2 separate regions of the Mus musculus genome follow, and region 2 is linked to region 1. A link is a contact called in public HiCAR-type data. All regions are on one chromosome and are shown on one strand. The core of a region is the stretch at or near the end of the contact, and the rest is flanking DNA. Distances in the headings are between cores, read along the strand shown.

Region 1 (5,945 bases), core at 2,774-5,273:
AAAAGTCCATTTCATTTTGCTATCTTTTCACTTCAATCACTGTACTGGCTAGTTTTGTGTCAACTTGACATAGGCTGGAGTTATCACAGAGAAAGGAGCTCCAGTTGGGGAAATGCCTCCATGAGATACAACTGTAAGGCATTTTCTCAATTAGTGATCAAGGGGGGAGGTCCCCTTGTGGTTGGTGCCATCTTTGGGCTGGTAGTCTTGGTTCTATAAGAGAGCAGGCTGAGCAAGCCAGGGGAGGCAAGCCAGTAAGGAACATCCCTCCTTGGCCTCTGCATCAGCTCCTGCTTCCTGACCTGCTTGAGTGCCAGTCCTGACTTCCTTAGTGATGAACAGCAGTATGGAAGTGTAATATTCAGTGTAAGCTGAATAAACCCTTTCCTCCCCAACTGCTTCTTGGTCATGATGTTTGTGCAGGAATAGAAACCCTGACTAAGACAATCACCTAAAAGAATTCAAGCTTCTTTCTTTAATTCAGCCAGAGTGCTGATATATGAAGAGTAGAAAACCCAATACAAAGTGGCAGTGCTTTTCCAGTTCATCCCATGGCGTCCACAGCACTTACAGTCTCCCTTCTTAGGGCACACTCTCCAGTTGCATACTGATGGTAAACTGCAGCCAGATAGGTGGGTAGCGTTACCTTCTGCATGACGTAGGCTTCTGTAACTGCATCCGCAATGATGAAGTGCTGAGTTTAGCAACTGACCTACAAATCTGCCCAATTAACAATGAGCTCTAGCAAGCTGTGTGAGTCATTTAGACGATGCCACTGCCTATGAACCCATTCATTCCCCCAAGTTGCCATCTTAGCCATGTATTGAAAATATGTTTAATGATCAAGTATCAGTTACTATGATTATGCAATATTCTGAAAATATCTCTTTCATTGTAAGAGACTAGAAATTCTACTGGACCAAACAGCCAGAATTAATGATACGCCTTGAAGTCACTTAAGACTTAAGATTGATATCCTACTGTGCACTCGGCCTGCTTAACTTGCCTTTAAGAGCACAATATAACCACCAAACTCATTTGCCTTGGATTTACCATGCAATCAAGTTTTACAACCTAAGCTAATGCATAGCTGCAATCTAAAGTTAGGTGCTCTTTCATGTCCCTGACCCAGAACAGTCACGGGTAGCATTTGCTGAAAGCAGCAAACACAGATGTTGAAAACAATCTTCTAAAGTGAAGCTCCACCACAAATGTTGAACATAACGTATATATTTATATTGGTTGGTAAACAATGGTGTTTGTAATACTGTTTGTTATCTTGGTCAGTTGGGGCCAGTTGGAGTCCCTGACTCAGTCCTTTATAAACTCTGTTAAAGATTTCTATGAAGTATTCCTCAGCCCTTCCCCCATGTGATGTTCTCTGTGCTGTCCAACAAATACAAAGCAAATCCCTTTGTGAGGGACAGACAGACAGACACACACACATACAGTTACACATAGACAGACATTAACACAGACACAGGGACAGATTCACAAGATCCAGGCAAGTACAGATTCAGACTGTACAACAGACAGTGGAGCGAAGACACAGCAAACATAAAGTAGATAATTCAAATCTGGACTCATTCTTGGTTAAATGACTCCAGGGAGACACACTGGAGTCATTTCTTCCTTAATGCTACACTGATGTGTTCTTGGTGACTCAGAGTTAATCACCAATGTGTTTAACCCATGCAGACTATAATCTTTACCACCACTTCCTACCTTAAAGATTCAGGATAAATATAAAATAGGTTAAAAAAAAAAACTTTAAAAGCATTTTCTTCACACACATCCATTAAGAATCTTGAGTCAAATGATAGAATCCTCCACTGGTGGTGGCTCATGCAGGTAAAGGGTTATTACCTTCACAGAGTAAGCAATTGGGCTTATAACTTCATGGTCACAAGCGGCTGACCCAGCTCTAGGTTACATTTGTAATCAAGCAAAGATGAAGGGTCAAGAGCACAGTGTTTTGGGCACCCTTTCATCTGCCATCAGGAGCACAAAAGCTTTCTTGCAAATCTGCCTTCTCCTGTTCCTCCCCACCCCCTTCTTCCCAGCAGACTTCTGCTCAGGTCTCACTGATCAGAACTGGGTTTCTCAGTCATGCTGTCTTAGTTAGGGATGTACTGTTGTGAACAGATACCATGACCAAGGCAACTCTTAAAAGGACAACATTTAATTGGGGCTGGCCTACAGTTTCAGAAGTTCAGTCCATTATCATCAAGGCTGGAGCATGGCAGCATCCAAGCAAATGTGGGGCTAGAGGAGCTGAGAGTGCTACATCTTGTTCCACAGTCAAACAGGCTTCCAGGCAGCTAAGACAAGGGTCTTAAAGTCCACACTCACCGGGCAGTGGTGGCACACGCCTTTAATCCCAGCACTTGAGAGGCAGAGGTAGGCGGATTTCTGATTTCAAGGCCAGCCTGTTCTACAGAGTGAGTTCCAGGACAGCCAGGGCTACACAGAGAAACCCTGTCAGGACAGCCAGGGCTACACAGAGAAACCCTGTCTCAAAAAACCAAAAAAAGAAAAAATAAAAGTCCACACTCACAGTGACACAATTCTCCCAACAAGGCCACACCCACTCCAACAAGGCCACACCTCCAAATAGTGCCACTCCCCGGGCCAAGCATATTCAAAGCACCACCCATACCTAGCTTCAAACTCACTATCCTTATCTTCGGTGACAGATCCCAGTTGGCCTAGAATACTGTCACTGTCCAGGCTGGACATGTTGCTGCCAATATATGAACCAAATCTGAGTGTTCTCTGTAAGGAAAAGCAGACACAAGCTAGCAGCAGAATCTAGCCCTGTTCAGGTCAGTAGTGCTCACCAGAGTTTACACAGCAAAGAGCTGTTAAAGGCGCAGGAGTCAAGATGGGGTTTTGTCAGAGGGAAGGTAGAAAAATGAAAATTGCCTGGAGTCAACTCTCTTCTCTCAGGCAGATTCTTGCTGAGCGTACAAACAGGTCTCAAGCCTGGAGGTTGTACTACCTCTGCACCTCCAGCGGACTGTACAGCTTCTATAGGAATAGGAAATGAGTTGGAGACCAGGAAGCTTGACCCACACAGGCTCTCACTGCTGGACACATTAAACAGTGGTTTGGCTTGCGATTTTTCAACAGTAGATTGGGGAGAATGTGGCGTGCATTCAATATTTTGATTGTTAAATCTGAGTCCTTTCCTAGCCTAGCCATATGAAGTCTAGCCTCTATCTGGAAGTGAGGCCGTATCTGCCACAGCAGCTCCCAATCAGTGGGGCAATAACAAGCAGCAACACCAAGCCACCATAGCCTGAACTTGAAGTTCCTGTGTGAACCAAGGCTTGACCCTACTGTAGGCTGGTGAGCTTCTGAGTTAGGCTGCTTTGCACTACCCCACCCCGACCCCACCGCCAACTCCCTGCAAGCGGGCCTTTTCAAGGACTTGAGGCTTGCTTGCTCTTTCCTTGGTGCACAGTTTAATCCACAGATCTACGGTAGCTTCCTTCGCTCCCTCATTCCAACCTCTGGACTAGCTGAGGTTAATGAGTAAGGGGCTGGTCAGGTCAGGGCTTCCTTTTTGGCAAGGATGACAGAGTCTTCTCCCACAGTGAGTCAGGACATCAGCCCAGGGAGCTGCCAGCAAGGCCAGGCTTGGGAATGCTCCCTAGCCAATGACAAATACAGAAGTCATACTAGATCCTGGAAAAAAAAAAATGAGAATGGTCCACAGGGAGTTCCTCGGGAAGTGGGCTGGGGACTGTTAAACAAGGTTTAAACTGAAGTTAAAGCTCCCCACTTGCACTTCTGGGATAAAATAGAGCACTTTAATCAAGGGCAGTTATAAAGCAGGAAGTTCAATTTGCCTATTGAACTGAAACAAAACAAAACAGCAACTGTGCCTTGTTTGCTCCAAAGCAGCCCGACTACCATTCTAACCTGTGTGCAGAAAACTTGCACAGGAGCATCTAAATGTGTTCATTTTAGATTTTTCTCAACCAAAGTTCTCTCCTTAGAGTCTTTATTGTGGCGGGGGCAGGGAGGGGGAAGTGCTGCCTCTTTAAACAAGCTCTCTCTCCGGGTTTTAAAATGCTCAACTCGTTTCATTTTCTTGATAAAATTTATCTGTGATCAGGACTGAGTCAGACCAAAAATACTTCTATAAGATTTGACCTTTTACTGAAATCCCACATTGAGATAATACACCTAAAATGGTGGTTACCAGTAAGGCTTTTGTTTTTCAAAAGTACATTTAAAATAAATCACTTTTTTTCAAGCAGAAAACTGTTTTGAATTAAGTCCTTCACAGCCGATCAGCCTGAGAGTTCTCGCTCTTTGATTTCCTTTTCATGCAAATTACACCAGGAGAGTTGTGCGTGTGTAGCACTGTCCAAACCACATTTAGCTTTCACATTTACTTCGTGTCCAATTAAGTCTCACAAGTTTACTTGCCTGTAAGACTCTATAAGGATTACATTATTTTTTTTACTCCTAAAACAAAAACAATGCCAGCAAAAGCCATTTTTTATTGTTAGCGAATGAAACATTTTCCAATTTTACAAGGATAATTAATTCTTTGCACTTTTTCTCATGATGATGAAAATACTTTTTATTTTTGTGTGTACTCTTGTTTTTTATTGGCTAAATTTGCTTTTCAACAGTTCCATACCCACATACAACACATTTTGATGACTCTCAACCCTCCCTCCCCCTTACCGCCTTCCTTCCTGTACAGTCCCCACCCGGCTCTGCAGCTCTGCAACAAGTCACTTTCCTATGTCCAGGCCCCTTTGTTTCGTTCAGGGATTTTTAAAGCACGGTTGTCTGTGTGACCGAGAGTTTGGTACTCTCTGTTGGAGCGTACTCTCTGTTGGAGCGTGGTGGGCTCATCGTTGACTGTATGTTGAAAGGCAGTGAGGGCAACAACTTTTCATTCCTTCTGATGAAGTATTTTCATGTATTTTTTTTTCTTAATTCCAACAAACTCTTAAATGCTTTATTATTTAAAGAGTTTTTAAGGGCTTTTCATTTGAAGCTCTGTGACTTATTATAATAGCTACTCACCCCAGCTGTGAGGAGTGCCCACCTGGAGTTTAATCACCTGATTTCTCAGTGAATTCTTGTTTACCCTTGAAATGGGGGGGGGGGAGAGTGGGAGGGAGTGGTGAGGGGGAGACACAATTAATGACAGATTATCTAAAACAAAATCAACTCCAAAATTCCTGTGAGAGGCTATTTGTGTTAGTGGCAGATTTTGCGTTTTCCTTAGCAACTTGCTGTGAACACCTGAGGATAACAAAATTTTGAGCTGAACAGGAAGTCTAGGAAGAAAATCATTATGAAGCAATTACATCTAGTTTTCTAAATCACCATAAAAGGAATGTGCTGCCTCCAGAGTTAGCAGTGGTGAAGTGACAGGTTTTAAAATTGGATCAGAGAAGCAGGATTGGATGGATCTCAGGTAGTAAAGAGCTTCCCTGGCACGCACAAAGCCTTGCCTTCCATCCCCAACACCACAGAAGCCAAGCCAAGTTAGCTCGGGCCTGCAATCCCCACTTTCAGGAAGTAGAAGCAGGATGATAGGTTCAAGGTCATTTTAGCTAGCTGCACAGAGTCTGGCTGGGAAAAGCTAAAGATTTCATCAGCCCAAATGGCTGGTGTAAGCTAGAAAGGAGAATGAGCTGAATGGTGAGAAGCCGGATGGTTAGGCTCAGGGAAAGAGTCTCGGGCACGGTGTAGAGCAGTTAAGCCGCACTGCAACAGGTAGCCACCAAGAAGAGGGAGAATAGAAGAACAATGGAATAGGAAATCTGCTTCCAAGTCACAGGGGACAGCAGCAGCAGGAATGGCCACAGAATCTAAGGAAAGCCAGTCTTTTGTTTTAGGGTTTTGTTATTGTGTATTAGGTATGTCTTGTTTTGTTTATATTGCTGTGGATAAAACTTCTAGACAAGGCT
Region 2 (5,649 bases), core at 2,768-5,267, 440 kb before region 1:
CTCTCCCTTAGCATCTATCAACTGTCAGCAGCTCCTCAGCTAGGGGTGGGGCCTTGTGCATCCCTCTCAAATCCATGCTGGAATGATGATTGGTTTGATCTTGTTCGACAGCCTAGGTAGCCGTGAATTCATGAACGCAGCAGTGGTGTTATCTGATGGCACCAAACCCAGACCTCCATGACCTACAAGTCTACCCCTCTTCCCTGATATTCTTAAAAGAGTCTTTGGATTTCAGCTTTAGGTGACATCTTCATCAAGGAACAGCACAGATTTAGACAAAGGAAGAGTTTCTAGTTCAGCAACTTGGGGGAGTTAACTGGTAAAGCTTGCCAAGACAGATTGCTGGGCCAGTAAGGGTTCAAAAGTGTCCTTGGTGCCGGCTGTGTCCCTCAGATTTCAAGTGTTAGACACTTAATCCCCAAAGCCACATGTTTGTGGTATTTGAGACGTAGAACTCTTGAAAAGTGACCAAACTCTCAAAGATAGAGGCCAATGGGTTAATGGGTATGCTGAGATTACATGGTGATAAAAAAAGTCTCTCTAGAAATACACATGGGGGTTTGATCATGGTATGATGGAGTAGGAAGGCCCTCCCCAGATGACAGCACAATGCTTTTAGACTTCACAGCTTGTAGATCTGTGGGCAAAATAAACCCCTGAATTTTGTAAATTCTCCCCACATGTGGTGTTTGGTTTTAAGAACAGAAAATGAAGCAAGGTGTAACATTGGGCTGTTCTACCTGTTCCCAAATTCCAAGTGGGGAGTCACAGAGTCACAGGACAGTGTGTGTACAGAGGCTAGGAAGCTTCCACAGAAGTCTGCTAAGTGATGAAAATGAGGACTGGGCACTGGTGGGGGCTGGAGGAGATGGCTCAATGTAACTGCTCACTCCTCACTCCACTACTCACAGACAGTGATAACTAAATTGTCTCTGATTGAAAGAAGAAGCAAAAGGAAGGCTCTGGGAAGGAAGGCCATGGGAAGGAAGGCCATGGGAAGGAAGGCCATGGGAAGGAAGGCCATGGGAAGGAAGGCTCTGGGAAGGAAGGCCATGGGAAGGAAGGCCATGGGAAGGAAGGCCATGGTAAGGAAGGCCATGGGAAGGAAGGCCATGGAAGGAAGGCTCTGGGAAGGAAGGCCATGGGAAGGAAGGTCATGGGGAGGAAGGCCATGGGGAGGAAGGGCATGGGAAGGAAGGCCATGGGGAGGAAGGGCATGGGAAGGAAGGCCATGGGGAGGAAGGGCATGGGAAGGAAGGCCATGGGGAGGAAGGCCATGGGGAGGAAGGGCATGGGAAGGACCATGAGGAGGAAGGCTCTGGGAAGGAAGGCCCTGGGAAGGAAGACTCTGGGAAGCTCAGCACAAAGCTGCTGGTCACTGTAAAGACCACCAACTGCTACAGCGATCAGGTGATCCTTCCGGACCATCTGCCATGTGTCCTGAAGAAGCTTTGGGGCCCTAGCTTTCGAGCTCTGGGATAGGTAACCAAATGCTCAGAAAGCATCTCCATTCTTTAGCCCTCTTTTCTAAGAAGCTGGAGCAGCAGGTGAGGGCAGTGGGACAGGGTCTCCTTCCTTCCCTCTCCTTTCTCTCTCTCTTTCTTTCTCTTTTCATGTTTGTCTTCCTTCATCCTGTTCCCTACCCTCTCCCTCCCACCACCCCATATGACTGACAGTCAAGAAGTCTGTGGACTGATCTGTCAGCCTCCCTCAGTTCTGTATTCTTTGCTCATAGCTCATCTTCCAGTTGTGCCACACACTGGTGAGCAGAGCCTTGAATCAATTATTTCACTATGGGGTGAAAATTGGTGCTTCCCGAATCCTTCCATTCCTTCAACATAATGGGCTAGCATTCTACTGCAAAGAGAAGTTCCCCTTTTGAAAAATAAAAACACACAAAACCCATCTCAACAAATGTTTATACATACCAAGTGTTCCCTGGGTAGCAGCAAGCCTCTTGATGGTCTTGCTGGCATTTGGCACTGTGGGTGGAGTAAGATGCTAGATGTGTACATTCTCCAGGCAGTATAGGTGTTTGACCATGTTGTATTCAATACTCAACACACGTATTTAGTGTCCACCGTGTGTCAGACACTCTTCTGGGAGTTTGAGATACAAGACTGAAGAGAAAAGCCATCACTCTCTTTATAAATACTTCTTCAGAGGCAGCAAGGCAGGAGGCAAGCATTGCAAAGAGACAAACAGAGCTATGCCAGAAAAGAAGGGGGAAAGACCTCAGAAAGAAGGTTGCAGTTTTGGTTGATAGGATTCCTGAGAAGGAAAGGCCAGCAAAGGCTCTCAGAGTTAGGGGTCCAGGTCACACAGATGTTGAAAGAGTGATGGTGTGCCCCCTGCGGGAGAGCTCAAGCTCAGAGTGGGAAGGCTCAGCTGGGAGGATCGGTAGCAGGCCCTGTAGTGTCTGTCCTGGGAGCCACCATCAGGATTATAACTTATACTCTGAATGGCATGGTCACCCACTGGAGGCTTCCAAACATTCTCTCCATCATCAAACCACATCACCAACCCCCCCTCTCCCTGACAATTCTCAGTAAAGGAGTGACTTTGTGTGACTTAACAGGAATTGTTTAGTGGCTGATTATTCCAGTTTCCAGGGAGTAGGTTCACATAAGAAGAAGGACCAAGGGTTTGCAGAGATTAATAAGTGGTGTGTCCCAAGTCGCTGTCTATTAAGGAGTAAAGCCTTCATCCAACTGAGCCCATTAACTATCAGTTTACAAAAGAGCAGACGCACAGACCTCGATAAGAAATGAAGTGGGGTTGGGGGTTATCTATGTTGATGGATGGTGCAGCTCCCTGGCTCCTGGCTTCAGAAGATTTCATCTCCATTTTCTCCTCTGTTTGGCAACGTAAATGCGATCATGCTTAGTGTTGGGCAAGGCTCTGCTATTAATCTTGTCTTTTCTCATTGAGGTGTCTCATCTCTCCAAAAGACGACATTTCTAAGGTTGTAAGTGCAATAAACTCAAAATCCTGGAACACGGCTCTTAAGAAGACAGTTTCACGAGCTGTAAAAAGTCGTCACAGTTTGTCAAGTCAGCAGATCTCCCTTTCGGCCATCTGACGGCACTAATGCCTTTCTTGGAGAGAACACACTATTGTTCCCGTCTTTTGCAAAGGGCTTGGTGGGAAGAACTCTTACACAGAGGACCTTGTGTAGCAACCATTTGCAATCCAGAGAAGAATTTTTTTGATAGTTTTGCATATTTGTTTGGCTTCTTTGTTGTGGGGATAGACCACCTAGAGAATTCCAATGGCAGCTAAAAAATTTTTTTAAAAAAATTTAAAAAGGTAAATTTTAGGGAATAAGGTGAGAAAAGCCAATTTTTCTTTGTTTTTTTTTTTTTTCTGGTGAAATAACTGCAGCAAAAGACAAATGATTTGTGATGTTCTCTGTGTTACACTCAATATCATAATTCATACAGGAGTAACCATGGTTCACTGTAGAAAAGATCTGGTGAAACAACGAATGAGGCCATAGCTGATGGTGTGGAGGAAACGGGAGAGTGCTTTTTGTATTTTAACCATGGGAAATTGAACAGTGTATCTACTATTAAATTCTTAATGTGGAATGCTTTGGCTGAAGTAGGACACTTTCACATACAGTGGAAAGGCCGTATTCTACTCCTAGATACAGTAGGATAGTGTGGGTCCCAGCTCCTTCCAATGGCTAAAACATCCACTTGATGAGTGGTGTGGTCAGAGTGACTTGTTATGCAGATAAGAGCCCAGATACAAACTGTAAGATTAAAGCTGAGACTCATTACAAGGCACCTGGAAAGGAGGCATTCTTTTATATAGCCTGGACTATTAATTTTAGCAAACGTGGCCAATAGTCATAGAGTGTAGCGTCTAACACCCAAGAACCGTGAGTACTTCAAAGTATTGGCTCAGTCTTGCTCCAGCTGATATCAGAAAACAACCTCATTCCACCCTGTCCTTCCCATTGATCATCTCCAGATGTCCTTTGGTCACTGAGGTTGACTAAGCACCAGCTGTACATCTGGTAGGATGCCCGATGATGTCACATGCCCTGAATAGTGTCCAGTGTTGGATCCCTCCCGCCCTGTCACACTAGTGAGTGCCAAGTGAGAGATGAGCATCATCCAGCAGTCAAGATTTCCACCAGGTCTAAGCTACTTTCTTCAAGCCTTGCACAACTCATGGGGTTCTATGGGAGGTCGAATGAGTTCCACTGCTGTGTTTACAATGCATACTACTAACTGCATTTCCATTGTCCACTATATTCATGTCTTGGAAACTCCTGACAAAACGTGGCATTTTAAAAACAATGGTGATCCATCAGCATTGAACAACAAGATTTTAATTTTGCGAAGCACACAGTTTTCAAACCTCTGGGTGCCTGCATAATCTACAGTGGTATTCCAGCTGACCCCAGCTCTGTGCTTTGGGACATTTGCCCGAGTCTCTGTAGAGCATATGCTTTCTCTGTTGCTGAGTTATACACTTACACATGAGGGATGGTGACAGAAAAAATGAAAAGGCTCTCTGTTCTGTAAGCAAACCACTATGTTCTGTAAGAGTAGAAAACTTTGTTACGTTCAGGGAAAGTCCCATAGTTCATAAAACATGGTAATCATACATCTGAACCTGGGTGTTTTGTGCAGCATCAGTTGCCAATGTGTGATAGTACTTTGATCAAAAACTAGCATACACTCTACAATACTCAAATCAGTGAACCTTACTGAATTCTTAGTTCAGAATTAGTAGCATTTTTGAGTTTGAGAGCATAGTAGGTCACTGGGTGATATAAACAGACAACATTGTAGAATCAACTTCCTGGGTCATACAGCTGGCACTAAAGGCACAGGGCTGCCTTCAAGCCCTTCTGTCTCTGAGGCTGCCTTTCACCACCCAGGGCCTTCCAGTGCCACTCCCAGGGATCAGAGAAGTCTGTGATACGAGAACCTCAGAAGTGGGATGGCCTTAGAGAGGCTGTGGTTTTGCTTCCTCATCTCTCAGGTTAGGACAGCAAAATGGCCAAGAGGTAAGTGAAGAGTTCAAGGCTCTTTAGTGCTTTTTTGGTAGTACCAAGTACTACCTATGCCAGTAGAAACCTGTATTGTGATGGTTATCGGATGCTTGTCTTGAAGATTGTGTGACTGAAGAACTGAGTATTCAACTGAAACGTAGCTAGCCAGTAGGGTGGCACTGCTGCTCATCGCATCTGAACATTCTTCCCATCCTATGTTCCGCTTTCTTCTGTTAAGAGGTGGCACATCCAAACCTCCGATATGTCTACTTGCCATAGGGTTGTGTTACATAGCATTAAACACACCAGGAAGTCCAAATAAGAAATGGAAATGCCTCCTGCATCCATGGTTATACAAGTGACATGAGATACATCATGGAAACCAAGTTGTCTGACCTATCTGACACGCTTTGTGAAACCACCATCTCCACAGTCTTTGACACGTCTTTGCATTATTTATCCCCGTGGAGGTGGCATATAGGACAACTTGAGGAAGTCAGTGTTTTCCTTCCACTACGAGGGTTCTAGGGACTGAACTCAGGTTACTGAGTTTGGTAACACGGACCTTTATCCATGGAGACTTCTCCAGGTTTTTAATTTTAAATCTAATTTTCACCTTGCTATCCTGAAATGGATTT

What was found. HiCAR-type assays count read pairs that join an accessible place to other places.
Region 2: a HiCAR-type map of fibro-adipogenic progenitors shows a contact between it and region 1, with 3 times the contacts expected there. The contact joins two enhancer-like sites. A contact is called at or near these places in 2 of 115 datasets of contacts at active chromatin or transcription factors (fibro-adipogenic progenitors and large pre-B cells).

Annotation. Positions count from the first base shown.
Region 1 is chr14:61,735,354-61,741,298 of GRCm38.p6, reverse strand. No RefSeq gene overlaps it. Among named protein-coding and RNA genes, the nearest start is that of Gm46480, 31 kb to the right of the region's middle. Within about 2 kb of position 4,023, at least 137 of the 459 cell types and tissues checked have an H3K27ac peak or open chromatin away from gene starts, as enhancers often do. A contact at or near this core is called in fibro-adipogenic progenitors, where this site is marked.
Region 2 is chr14:62,176,104-62,181,752 of GRCm38.p6, reverse strand. No RefSeq gene overlaps it. Among named protein-coding and RNA genes, the nearest start is that of Gm35419, 7.9 kb to the right of the region's middle. Within about 2 kb of position 4,017, at least 17 of the 459 cell types and tissues checked have an H3K27ac peak or open chromatin away from gene starts, as enhancers often do. A contact at or near this core is called in fibro-adipogenic progenitors, where this site is marked.